Regions from separate parts of the Mus musculus genome. Here region 1 is linked to region 2. A link is a contact called in public HiChIP or PLAC-seq data. All regions are on one chromosome and are shown on one strand. The core of a region is the stretch at or near the end of the contact, and the rest is flanking DNA. Distances in the headings are between cores, read along the strand shown.

The links. HiChIP or PLAC-seq counts read pairs in DNA pulled down with a chosen protein or histone mark.
Region 1: an H3K4me3 HiChIP or PLAC-seq map of embryonic stem cells shows a contact between it and region 2, with 4 times the contacts expected there. The contact joins the enhancer-like site here to the promoter of Timm44 in region 2. A contact is called at or near these places in 6 of 39 promoter capture datasets (the 3T3-L1 cell line, 3T3-L1-derived adipocytes, the C10 cell line and 3 more), 8 of 484 Hi-C or Micro-C datasets (cochlea, cortical neurons, embryonic stem cells and 3 more), 11 of 115 datasets of contacts at active chromatin or transcription factors (cardiomyocytes, craniofacial prominence, embryonic basal ganglia and 4 more) and 2 of 9 other capture datasets (adipose tissue and liver).

Annotation. Positions count from the first base shown.
Region 1 is chr8:4,583,256-4,588,705 of GRCm38.p6, reverse strand. No RefSeq gene overlaps it. Among named protein-coding and RNA genes, the nearest start is that of Zfp958, 27 kb to the left of the region's middle. Within about 2 kb of position 2,210, at least 28 of the 459 cell types and tissues checked have an H3K27ac peak or open chromatin away from gene starts, as enhancers often do. A contact at or near this core is called in embryonic stem cells, epiblast stem cells and stem cell-derived epiblast-like cells, where this site is marked.
Region 2 is chr8:4,274,568-4,279,759 of GRCm38.p6, reverse strand. Timm44 (translocase of inner mitochondrial membrane 44) reads left to right here and starts at 3,855. Exons shown (of 13, transcript NM_011592.2): 1 at 3,855-3,917. The coding sequence starts at 3,873.

The DNA.
Region 1 (5,450 bases), core at 961-3,460, 310 kb before region 2:
TTTGCCAGACTACCACAATTCCCACTGGGCGACCCCAGGCACAGGCGGGGAAAATGAACACAGAGAGACCTAAAATCGATCTCCAGATGCCCCAGGGGTGCCTGCTGCAAAAATTTATCCAAACTGAAAATTTCTCAGACCTGGTGCCCCAAACGCTGGATTTTTCCTTTGTTCTGCGGCCTGGCCACAGTAACTAGTCCAAATGACCACTAGAGGGCACTGTAGAATTTAGCATCCTGTGTGATCCTGAAATTTTCTGCCTCTTTTCTGGCAAGTGGCCTGAACTCTTTAAGTCTGGGTTTGGGGGAACTTCACTCTCATCCCTCCCTCTGTGGCTACAGTTCAGGTCTTACTAGCAAGGATGATCACAATGGCAGACCCTTGCCTCCAAGGCCTCAGACCACAAACCTGAGCGAGTCCCCTGCCTTGACAGAGCCTTGCTTACCTCTCCCCGTGTTCCTGTTGCAGCTGCAGAGGTATGGATGGATCACTTATCTGTGAATTGGCTTCCAAGCTCTAGAGTCCGACTCTTTAGCCCACTGTGTCTTCCACACGTCTCTGGTTCTCACTGCCTGTCTAATTGGACTGCACTATTCGCTTTCTGAGTCCAGCCCAAACCAAGGTAAGCATTCTCTCTTCCTTCATGGACTCAGATTTTATTACAACAGCTTGGCCTCATTTAAAAGCTACAAATTAGTACACCTGATTTCCAAATTCTCACTACCACAGACAAATGACTTCCAAATATCTTATACCTAAACTTGCTCTGTTCTGTGCTCTCCAAGTCTCTTTTCTCTATGCTGTACTTCCCCACTCTTACAAATCTTGTGTACCTGATTTCTTTGCACTCTGCCCTCAAAATAGAACACAAAAAGAAAGAGAGATTATTGAGATTAGATAAACTCTTTACCTAAAGATTAATAAGTTGCTCATTGGGTATAGTTTAAAATCTATACAATGTGCAACAAGATTTGACTTTAAACATATGTAGTGGCTATTCCTGGTTGTCAACTTGTCTATACCTGGAATGAACTACAATCCAGATCTTGAGGCCGGAAGACATAAGTTTCTGATCTGGATCTTGGCATGAACATCTTGAGGCATGACAGCCATGAAAAGCTTAGGGCCAAGCAAGGTACTACATATGTTTAATCCCAGGAAACTGAGGCAAGGAGATCTTTGAGTTCAAGATCACCCTGGGACAAAGCAAGTCCCAGATTCAGGCATGGTGATACACACTAATTTGGGCCACATCTTCTGCTAGAGACCATATGGACATTGAATAAAGGAAGTTTTTGTTTTTGTTTTTGTTTTTCGCCTTCTTGCACTTACTTGCCAGCACATCTGTTGAAACCTATTTCTACAGAAGACCAGCTGAAACAGCCAGTCTCGTGGGACTGAGCAACTACTAGATTCTTGGACTTCCCATTCACAGTTGCCCATTATTGGGTTAGACTACAGACTGTAAGTCATTACAGTGCATTTTCTCAATACAGAGAGACATTCCATAAATTCTATGACTCTAGATAACCCTGACTATTACAGAAGTTGGCACCTGGAGAAGGGTATTGCTGTAATAGGTTCGACCATGCTTTTGTTTGGAAGAATGCACGTTTTGGAATTTTGGATTTGGAAAGCAGTAGAATGCTTTAAATGGGGCATAATGGGCTATCCTAGTAGGAATGTGGAAGACTTTGTTACTGAGTATGATTTAAATTGAGTGGACCTGGCTCAAGAAGTTTCAGTGGATAATTCCAATGTGTGGCCTAAAGACTGTGTTTGTGGTATTTTAGTGAAGAATGTGGCTACTTTTTGCCCTTGTCAGAAGAGTCTGCCTGAGGCTAAGGTGAAGAGACTCAGATTAATTGCATTGACAAAGGAAGTCTCAGAAACACCCATCAAAGACTTTGTTCTCTGTAGCTGCCTGCAGCTATATGGTTCCTGAATGGGAGGCTGGAGCTAAAAGGAAGGAAATAAGGAGACAAGACAAGATACTGATCAAGGCCCCAGAGTTTACTTAAGAGTCTGAGTTTATAAAGGGGGAAGGCCCACCCCCCACCAAGCCAGGCTCTTGTTGCTTTGTCCCCAGCCTGTCAGCACTTGTTCCGGAATGTCTTAGGAAGACAGGTTCAGCCTCTCAGCGGGTAGCAGAGTCTTGGAGAGGTGCACAGGTGCCAGAACAATAGACCTATCTAGGTCGGGAGACTCCACCCTAGGTGGTCTAGTCCACAGTGGCAGAACAGGTCTGAGCCAGCCTGCTCAAGGCTCAGGGAAGCTACAGTTCTCTGGTTCAGTTTCATGAAGAGCATTTTAAACACGCAAAGCCAAGTTGAGAAAGAAAAAATAAAATATATGGTTCAAGAATTAAAGGGATACCATGTAGTGAAGTGGAGCTTAATCCTGTGATCAAGGAGATAATGAATTAAGGGAGTGGGACTTTTGGGCAAGATTCTACCCAGCTACCTTTAGATCCAGGCATGGTGGTACACACTCTCAACCCCAGGAGATAAAGATAAACAGATCTCTGAGTTCAAGGCCAGCCTAGCACACAGCAAATTCTCGGTTTAGAAAAGCTTAAATCCAAGCATGATAGACCACACACTATTCCCAGTGTTTAGGAAACAGGCATGCAAATCTCTCGAATTCAAAGTCAGGCTACAGAGCAAGTTCCAGGACAAGCAAGCTTAGACAGTAAAGGAGTTGGAAAAAATGAAAGCTAGTGATAATGTAATAGAACAAGGAGGCCATGTTCCAGCCCCAGCAAGTAGCAGAATTTGGCAAGTTTGTCCATGTGGCTCTGGTTTTAGAGTTCAGAATAGAAAAGACTACTGGGACAATCGATGCTGGTTAGCTGGAGCTAAGAAATTAGTGGTGATTAAGAAGAGACCAGCATCACTGAGGCGAAATCTTCTGGGAAGTATATTCTGAGAGCACAAAGAAGCTGTGTTCCACAGATAGCCAAGGTTGTACCTCGTGCTGCAGCTGTACTTGATAATGTGTAAGTCACCCAGGTGGTACTGGTTTTGAAGGCATAAAGGTGTCATGGAGAGTAGCTGAGGCTTGGCACTGTGAGAGGCCATGGAAGGCCATTGGTGAAAGTGCAGCCCTAATTGCAGTTGATGCTCCAGGACTGAAGAGGTCATACAAAGGAGTTGAGGCTTGGCACCATGAAGAGAGCCTTTGAAAGGCTATTGGTGAAGCTTAGTTGCAGTGGAAGAGCACAGTGTATTGGAGATGCCAGGGCCATGGGATGATCACCAAGAACAGCAGCAGCAGTGGAGTGGATCAACATGAGCTTAGAGTGCTACAGATGGCAGAGCTGAAGAAGTGACAAAAGCCCTTTGGGGGAGCCCAGAAAATCATTTATGGATCCCAAACACTGAAACAAGAAGCTGTAACATTGAAGTTGCCTTGGATACCCCAAGATGTTTGATATGCCAGAGCCATGGGCTATCTGCTGAGGAAAGCAGAAAGCTACTAACAGGGAGTGGGACCAGTCCAGTAGAAATTAAAAAAAATAAAAATAAAATAAATAAAAAAATAAAAACTTTGTTGCAATAAACAAAGATGAAAAAGGAGTTGGAGATCTGAAGATCACTTTGACAACATGGAGATGCAGAGTGTGGAGTTTGCTCAGCTGATTTCCTGTCTTTGTTTGGGGATTACAGTTAAGTGATTAGATGAATCTCAGAAGAGACCTTGAACTTTGGACTTTTAACATTGTTGAGACTGCTATAGACAGACTATGGGGACTTTGGAAGTTGGACTAAATGTACTTTTTTATTACACTAGATATGGCCTCCATAGTTTCATGTGTCTGAACAAGCCTATGAGGACCGGGAATGGAATGGAATGGTTTATAGATGCTTGGCTCAGGGAGTGTAACACTAGAATGTGTGCCTTGTTAGAGTAGGTGTGTCACTGTGGGTGTGGGCTTTACAATCTTCATCCTTGCTGCCTGGAAGCTAGTGTTTTGCTAGCAGCCTTCATATGAAGACACAGAACTCTCAGCTCCTCCTGCACCATGCCTGCCTGGATGTTGCCATGCTCCCGCCTTGATGATAATGAACTGAACAACCTGAAAGCCAGCTCCAAGAGAATACTGTCCTTATAAGTGTTGCCTTGGTCATGGTGTCTGTTAACAGCAGTAAAACTCTAAGACTTTTTTTTTTAATTTCCTTAATATCCTTCTCTTTGATTTTGCTAAAATTTGATGTATTACTGATATTAGATGTGGTAGCTGTTAAAGCCTGAAACAAATAGCTATCTAAGGTGTTTATTAACATATCACAGTTGCCAGGTTCTCCCCAGCATCTCTCATTCCCTGCTGGTTAGAGGTATGTCCATACCCCTACCGTAACCTTCTCCAGCATAGGGGCTGAGTTCCCCTGCACCCAGCTGCTTTTCCCTATATTGTCCAGATATTTTGGCCTCACTGGTCCTTTTTACCTTTTTTTTTTTCTTCTTTCACTCTTGGCTGCTTCTTCAGTTTCTCCTCTCTCTTCCTCTCCCTATCCCCCTCTCTCTCTTTCTCCTTTTCCCTCTCCCTCTCCCTCTCTCCTCTCATGGCCTAGCTCAAGCTCAGTTTGGCCATGTTCACTCTGGATTCTCCTAGATGTCTCTGTCTCTGCCTCTGGCTATGCTTTCCCTCATATCTAAATACAACTTCTCCTCTACGATATCTAAGAGCAGTCATGCCCTTTTCTTCTTCTTCTTCTTCTTCTTCTTCTTCTTCTTCTTCTTCTTCTTCTTCTTCTTCTTCTTCTTCTTCTTCTTCTCCTTCTGCTCCTCCTCCTCCTCCTCCTCCTCCTCCTCCTCCTCCTCCTTCTTCTTCTTCTTCTTCTTCTTCTTCTTCTTCTTCTTCTTCTTCTTCTTCTTCTTCTTCTTCTTCTTCTTCTTCTTCTCATTCAGTAGCTTTTGCACATTCCTCTACCAATATCCTTAAAGCTGTTATTACTGTTCATGAGTATTCCTCACAATCATGTAATGATGGAAAATGTAATTGCAGGGTTCTAAGCAAGAAAATCAGCATCTTGAGGAGATTTGTAGCAGGTGTTAGTAAACACAGAGGGTCACTGCACAAACACTGTAATGTAAATGGCTAACACTGAAAATTAAAACACACTGCAAACCATCAACAAGAACAAAATATTACTTATAGGAAATGTTTGCACCACATCATTATTGACATACTCCATTTAAAATTTTGTAATGCATTTAAATATTTCATCTTAGTACATATGGAATTGTCTTTTCTAATAATTCTACTTTAAATATTTCTCGCAAGGAATTTTATCTTGTCTCTTTATGCTTCTTAGATTTTCTACAAAAAGCCAATCAACCTCTAGAAGAAAGCAACATGAAATATGTGTCCTTTCCCACTGATTAATGATGGCCCATTTCCATTATCAATTCTGAAAGAACCTAGTGGGGAAACCCCCACTCTGTTC
Region 2 (5,192 bases), core at 2,606-5,105:
TACATTGAGGTTCACAAGGGTTCCAATCTCAGATGATCAATACCCTTTTCTAGCCTCCACAGGCACTGCATGTATGTGGTTCACGTACAAACAAGCAGGCAAAACACCTATACACATCAAATAAAAGTATTTTTTTTAAAAGAGTTTGATTGGGGTTGGTGAGATGGCTCAGCAGTTAGGAGGGCTGACTGCTCTTCCGAAGGTCCTGTGTTCAAATCCCAGCAACCACATGGTGGTTCACAACCATCTGTAATGAAATCTCTTCTGGAGTGTCTGAAGACAGCTACAGTGTACTTACATATAATAAATAAGGGGGCTGGAGAGATGGCTCAGCGGATAAGAGCACCGACTGCTCTTCCAAAGGTACTGAGTTCAAATCCCAGCAACCACATGGTGGCTCACAACCATCCGTAACAAAATCTGATGCCCTCTTCTGGAGTGTCTGAAGACAGCTACATTTACTTACATGTAATAAATAAATAAATAAATAAATAAATAAATCTTTAAAAAAAAGTTTGATCTTTGCTAATTCACATTTAGAAATACTACACAAACTGAATGTGGTAGTGTAAGCCATAAATCCCAGCACTTGCCAGACTGATGTATAAGAATTATAAGTTTGAGATTTTCCTGCCTTTGGGGAGGGGAAACTTCTGTGAGATAGGTTAACAAATGAAACCAAATGACCATGTCCTACAAGACACTAAATTATGAATGTAGTATGTATGTATGTATGTATGTATGTATGTACATGTGTGCGTATGATGTCATTAGAAATGGAACCTAGCTCTTACCCTCTTACTTTCTTCTCTCTCTCTCTCTCTCTCTCTCTCTCTCACTCTCTCTCTCACCTCTTACCCCTTGCTCCCCATTCCCTTGCCCCCTCTCTCCACGAGGCCCTGGCCAGCCCCTACTTCTCTACTCTCTCCTTCTCTCTGCCTCTGCTACTCTCTTAACTCCCCTCCCCATATCCTAAATAAACTATTCTATACAGGAAAAAAAAAAAAAGAATGGAACCCAATGGGGGTAGGAGATGGGAGTTTTTCAGAGGGGAAACCAGGAAAGCAGATAACATTTGAAATGTAAATAAAGAAAATATCTAATAAAAGATTAAGGCCCTATATGGTGGTGCACACCTTTAATCCCAGCACTTGGGAGGCAGTAGCAGGTGAATTTCTAAGTTCGAAGCCAGCCTGGTCTACAAAGTGAGTTCCAGGACAGTCAGGGCTACACAGAGAAACCCTGTCTCAAAAAGACCAAAAAAAAAAAAAAAAAAGAAAAAAGAAAAGAAGAAAAAGATAAAAAGAATGGAACCCAAGTCTTCGAGTTTCTCTGATGGATTCTAGGCCTATACATTCCAGCAAAATCCCTTGTGTCATCCAGGAATGCACTCTTACTGTGCTGTGGCCCCAACATGTTTTTGTTTTTTTGTTTTGTCTTCAAATGTATTCATTTTCGTATCTTTTTTTTTTTACTTCGAGACAGGGTTTCTCTATGTAGCCCTGGCTGTCCTGGAACTCACTCTGTAGACCAGCCTGGGCCTTGGACTCAGAAATCCACCTGCCTCTGCCTCCCGAGTGCTGGGATTAAAGGTGTGCGCCACCACCGTCCAGCTTTTCATATCATCTTTAAGAAGAATAATCTAATACACAAGACTGTTGCTGTCTCAAATGTTTAAGACTTAGCACCTTAGCAACTGACCATATTCTAGAGATATCACAGTGAGAAAGTCTGTGGTCCTATCTCCAGTTTTCTTCAGTGAAAGCTGCCTCTTTTTTTAAAGATTATTTTTTAATTTACTTATTATTAAGTAATTAATAAGTAAGTATTAGTGAGTACACTGTAGCTTTCTTTTAGACACACCAGAGGAGGGCATCAGATCCTATTACAGGTGGTTGTATGCCACCATGTGGTTGCTGGGATTTAAACTTGGGACCTTCGGAAGAGCAGTCAGTGCTCTTAACCGCTGAGCCATCTCACAGACCTGCCTCTTTTTTAAGGGATGAAATTTCATAAGTGCATGCTTTATTTTAGCTTCCATAGGATGGGGGCATTCTTCTATGGGATAGTCTTCCTTGTGTCCACAACCACAATTAGCACAGTCACTTTACAGTACTTTTGCTGTTGGCCATATTTTCTAAATCCAAAACAGCATGGAAGTGCCAAAATAGCAACGACCCATGCTTCTTCAAAGCAAGACGTGCCCATTTACATTGAACTAATGGAGGACTAGACCTCAGTCAGCCAGGGTTAATTTTCCTTTTCTTCTCTGGGCCAGAACTAACAGGTGTCTCCCTATATCACTTATAAGAAGAGGTTTGAGGGGCTGGAGAGATGGCTCAGCGGTTAAGAACGTCGACTTCTCTTCCAGAGCTTCTGAGTTCAATTCCCAGGAACCACATGGTGGCTCACAACCATCTGTAATGAGATCCAGTGCCCCCTTCTGGTGTGTCTGAAGATAGCAACAGTGTGCCCACATTACATGAAGTAAATTAATAAATCTTTATTTCAGGGGGAGGAGGAGGAGAGAAGAGGAAGAAGTGGTTTGAAAATCTTGCTCTGAGAGCAACTGGCAGGTCAAGGCACTGTCAGTCATTGTCAACTGTATCTAGAGTTAATCAGCCTTGTTTAGTTTCCAGTTAAATATATATTTTGTAGTTCACCCACCTACATGCCTATCTCTAACACTAACATTGTCCTGTCTCAGAGTGGAGCTGTGACTCATTTGGTAGGGTGCTTGTTTAGCATGCACAGGTTCTATGTTCCATCCCCTGCAGTGTACATAAACCTTCTGTTGTGGTGCACAACTGTGATCAGTAACATTTGGGAGGTGGAGGCAGGAGGATCAGAAGTTCAAGGTCTTCTTCAACTACATAACAAATTGGAGGCCAGCCTGGAGAGTACACACACACACACACACACACACACACACACACACACACACACACTGAGCCATAGGAGTTTTGTTTCTTTGTTTTGGGGCAATCTGTGCACCAGTTTGAATACTTCAAAGGTTTTGCCCTTTTGTAGTCTTTTTATAAATTTTTTATTTTATGTGTATGAGTCTTTTGCTTGCTGGACTACATGAGACCCTCAAAAAAAAAAAAAAATCCGTCAAACAAAACAACAAAAACCCACCATTGAGATGTGAGCTATCCCAATTCTGTACTGAATGCTCCCCAATAGGCCTTTTTGTAGTCATCTTAATTTGTTTGTTTTTGTTTTTCGAGACAGGGTTTCTCTGTGTAGCCCTGGCTGTACTGGAACTCACTTTGTAGACCAGGCTGGCCTCGAACTCAGAAATCCGCCTGCCTCTGTCTCCCAAGTCCTGGGATTAAAGGCGTGCGCCACCACACCTAGCATCATCTTAATTTTATGTGTATAGGTAGGAGTTTTGCAGCATGTATGTCTATCCTCCATGACTGGTACCCTTGGAAGTCAAAAGAGGGTTTCGGATCCCCTGAATCTGGAGTTATAGGCAGTTGTGAGCTACCATGTGCGTGCCGAGAACGGAATCCGAATTCTCTGCCAGAGCAGCCAGTGGACTTAACTGCAGAGCCATCTCTCCAGTCCTCTGTCCTTTTGTAGTTCCCACCTTACCACGGATGGTCTCACAAAAATGCTTTCCTCCCTGAGCCTCAACAAGAGGCTTACCTGTCCTAAACTCTGCCCCCTCCCAGGCTGGATCGCAGAATCCTTGATGTCTTGAAGCATAAGAGACTTGGCTCCCAGAAGACCAATCGGGTTTCTTTCTCCTCTACCTCCCTCCTCCTCCTCCCCCCGGGTTTTCCCAGGCTGGTGCTGTTCTAGGCCGGCGCAGCCGATGACGCGATCGATGAGCGACGCAGGAAGGTCACACGGGCTCTTCCAACATGGCGGCGGCAGCTCTGCGGGGTGGCTGGTGCCGCTGTCCGCGGGTGAGCAGACGTGCGGGGCTGGTAGGGCAGAAATAAGGGGTCTGGACGCTCGGCTTTTAAGATCTCCTTCTCTTCAGTCCCGGATCGCTCTCGTTTTTTCTTATGGGTTCCACGGTTGGGTTAGGGTTCGGTCATTGGGTCAGCCGAGGCTTGGGAAAGTAGCAGGAAGGCCCTGGGGCGGGAACTGATCCCCCACCCCCTCTTCCCCGAATTCAGCGGCAATGCTCGAAGCTACCCTGGAACTGGTCACCTCTCACCTGTCGGTCTGTTCCCTCGTGCACGAGGGAGTCCCTGGTGTCTGGGGAGATGATACCCCATTGAGAAAACAGCTTGATGAAAGTTTGGTTTTTTCTCTCGCTCTTTAAAGTGACATTCACTGTTCCCGTTTGAATGTCAAGTCCTCAGCGGAGAGTGTTTCCTAAATTCCACTTCTAATGATCAGCGTGAAAGTGCAGGAAGTAGTTCTTGCTCTGGATAAGAACTAGAACTCTTGACTTAGGTCAATGTCCTGTTAATACACACTCAGAATATAAATATAGTTCTTTATATTGCTATTGTTTAACCCAGTCTCATTAGGTTAAGGAACGCGAAACTTAGATTAAGCAATCTGCTCACAGACGCGGAGCTAGTAGGTTGCTGATCTGGTCCAAAGCCCAGCTCAGTATGATTCTATCGCCAATTATTAGGAGGAAGGGAAATGTAAAACAAGTTATCCCAAGAGCAAACTTCAGTAACTATAGCCATACTGGTATGCATTTGGACCTTGAGAGCTTGTTTGGAGGTTCTACCTGGGAAGAGCAGGTATATGCTTGACCAAAGAAAGATCATCCTCTTTGACTAAATGTGCAACTTTGAGAAGAACACACGTGGAGCTGGAAGGAAGGAAGGAAGGAAGGAAGGGGGAAAATGACACCAAGTAGCTAGATCATTCAAGTCAACCCTGGCAGTCAGTGCAGTGATAAATGATACAGCCTGATCCTCTTCACTTCTCAACCTATGTGAGTTTGGGATGTTAACCAGTGATTACATAGCTAGGAAAAAGTGGAGAAGAAAAGTTTGTAAAATGAAAAGTGCTTCTGTTAGGTCATTGTGTTTCAGTGGACCTGTGCTGGACTCAACTGCACACAACTACGAGTTCATCATTTGGTAGGATCAAAAAGGGTCTTTCTCATGAGGTTACTGGATTCTCTGCCCAGAGGGGCTCTGTATTTAGAACCTTTGACCAGGGCATGACAGGTCTATTCCATAGTTTTCCCTGCACCAAGAAGTTGTTGG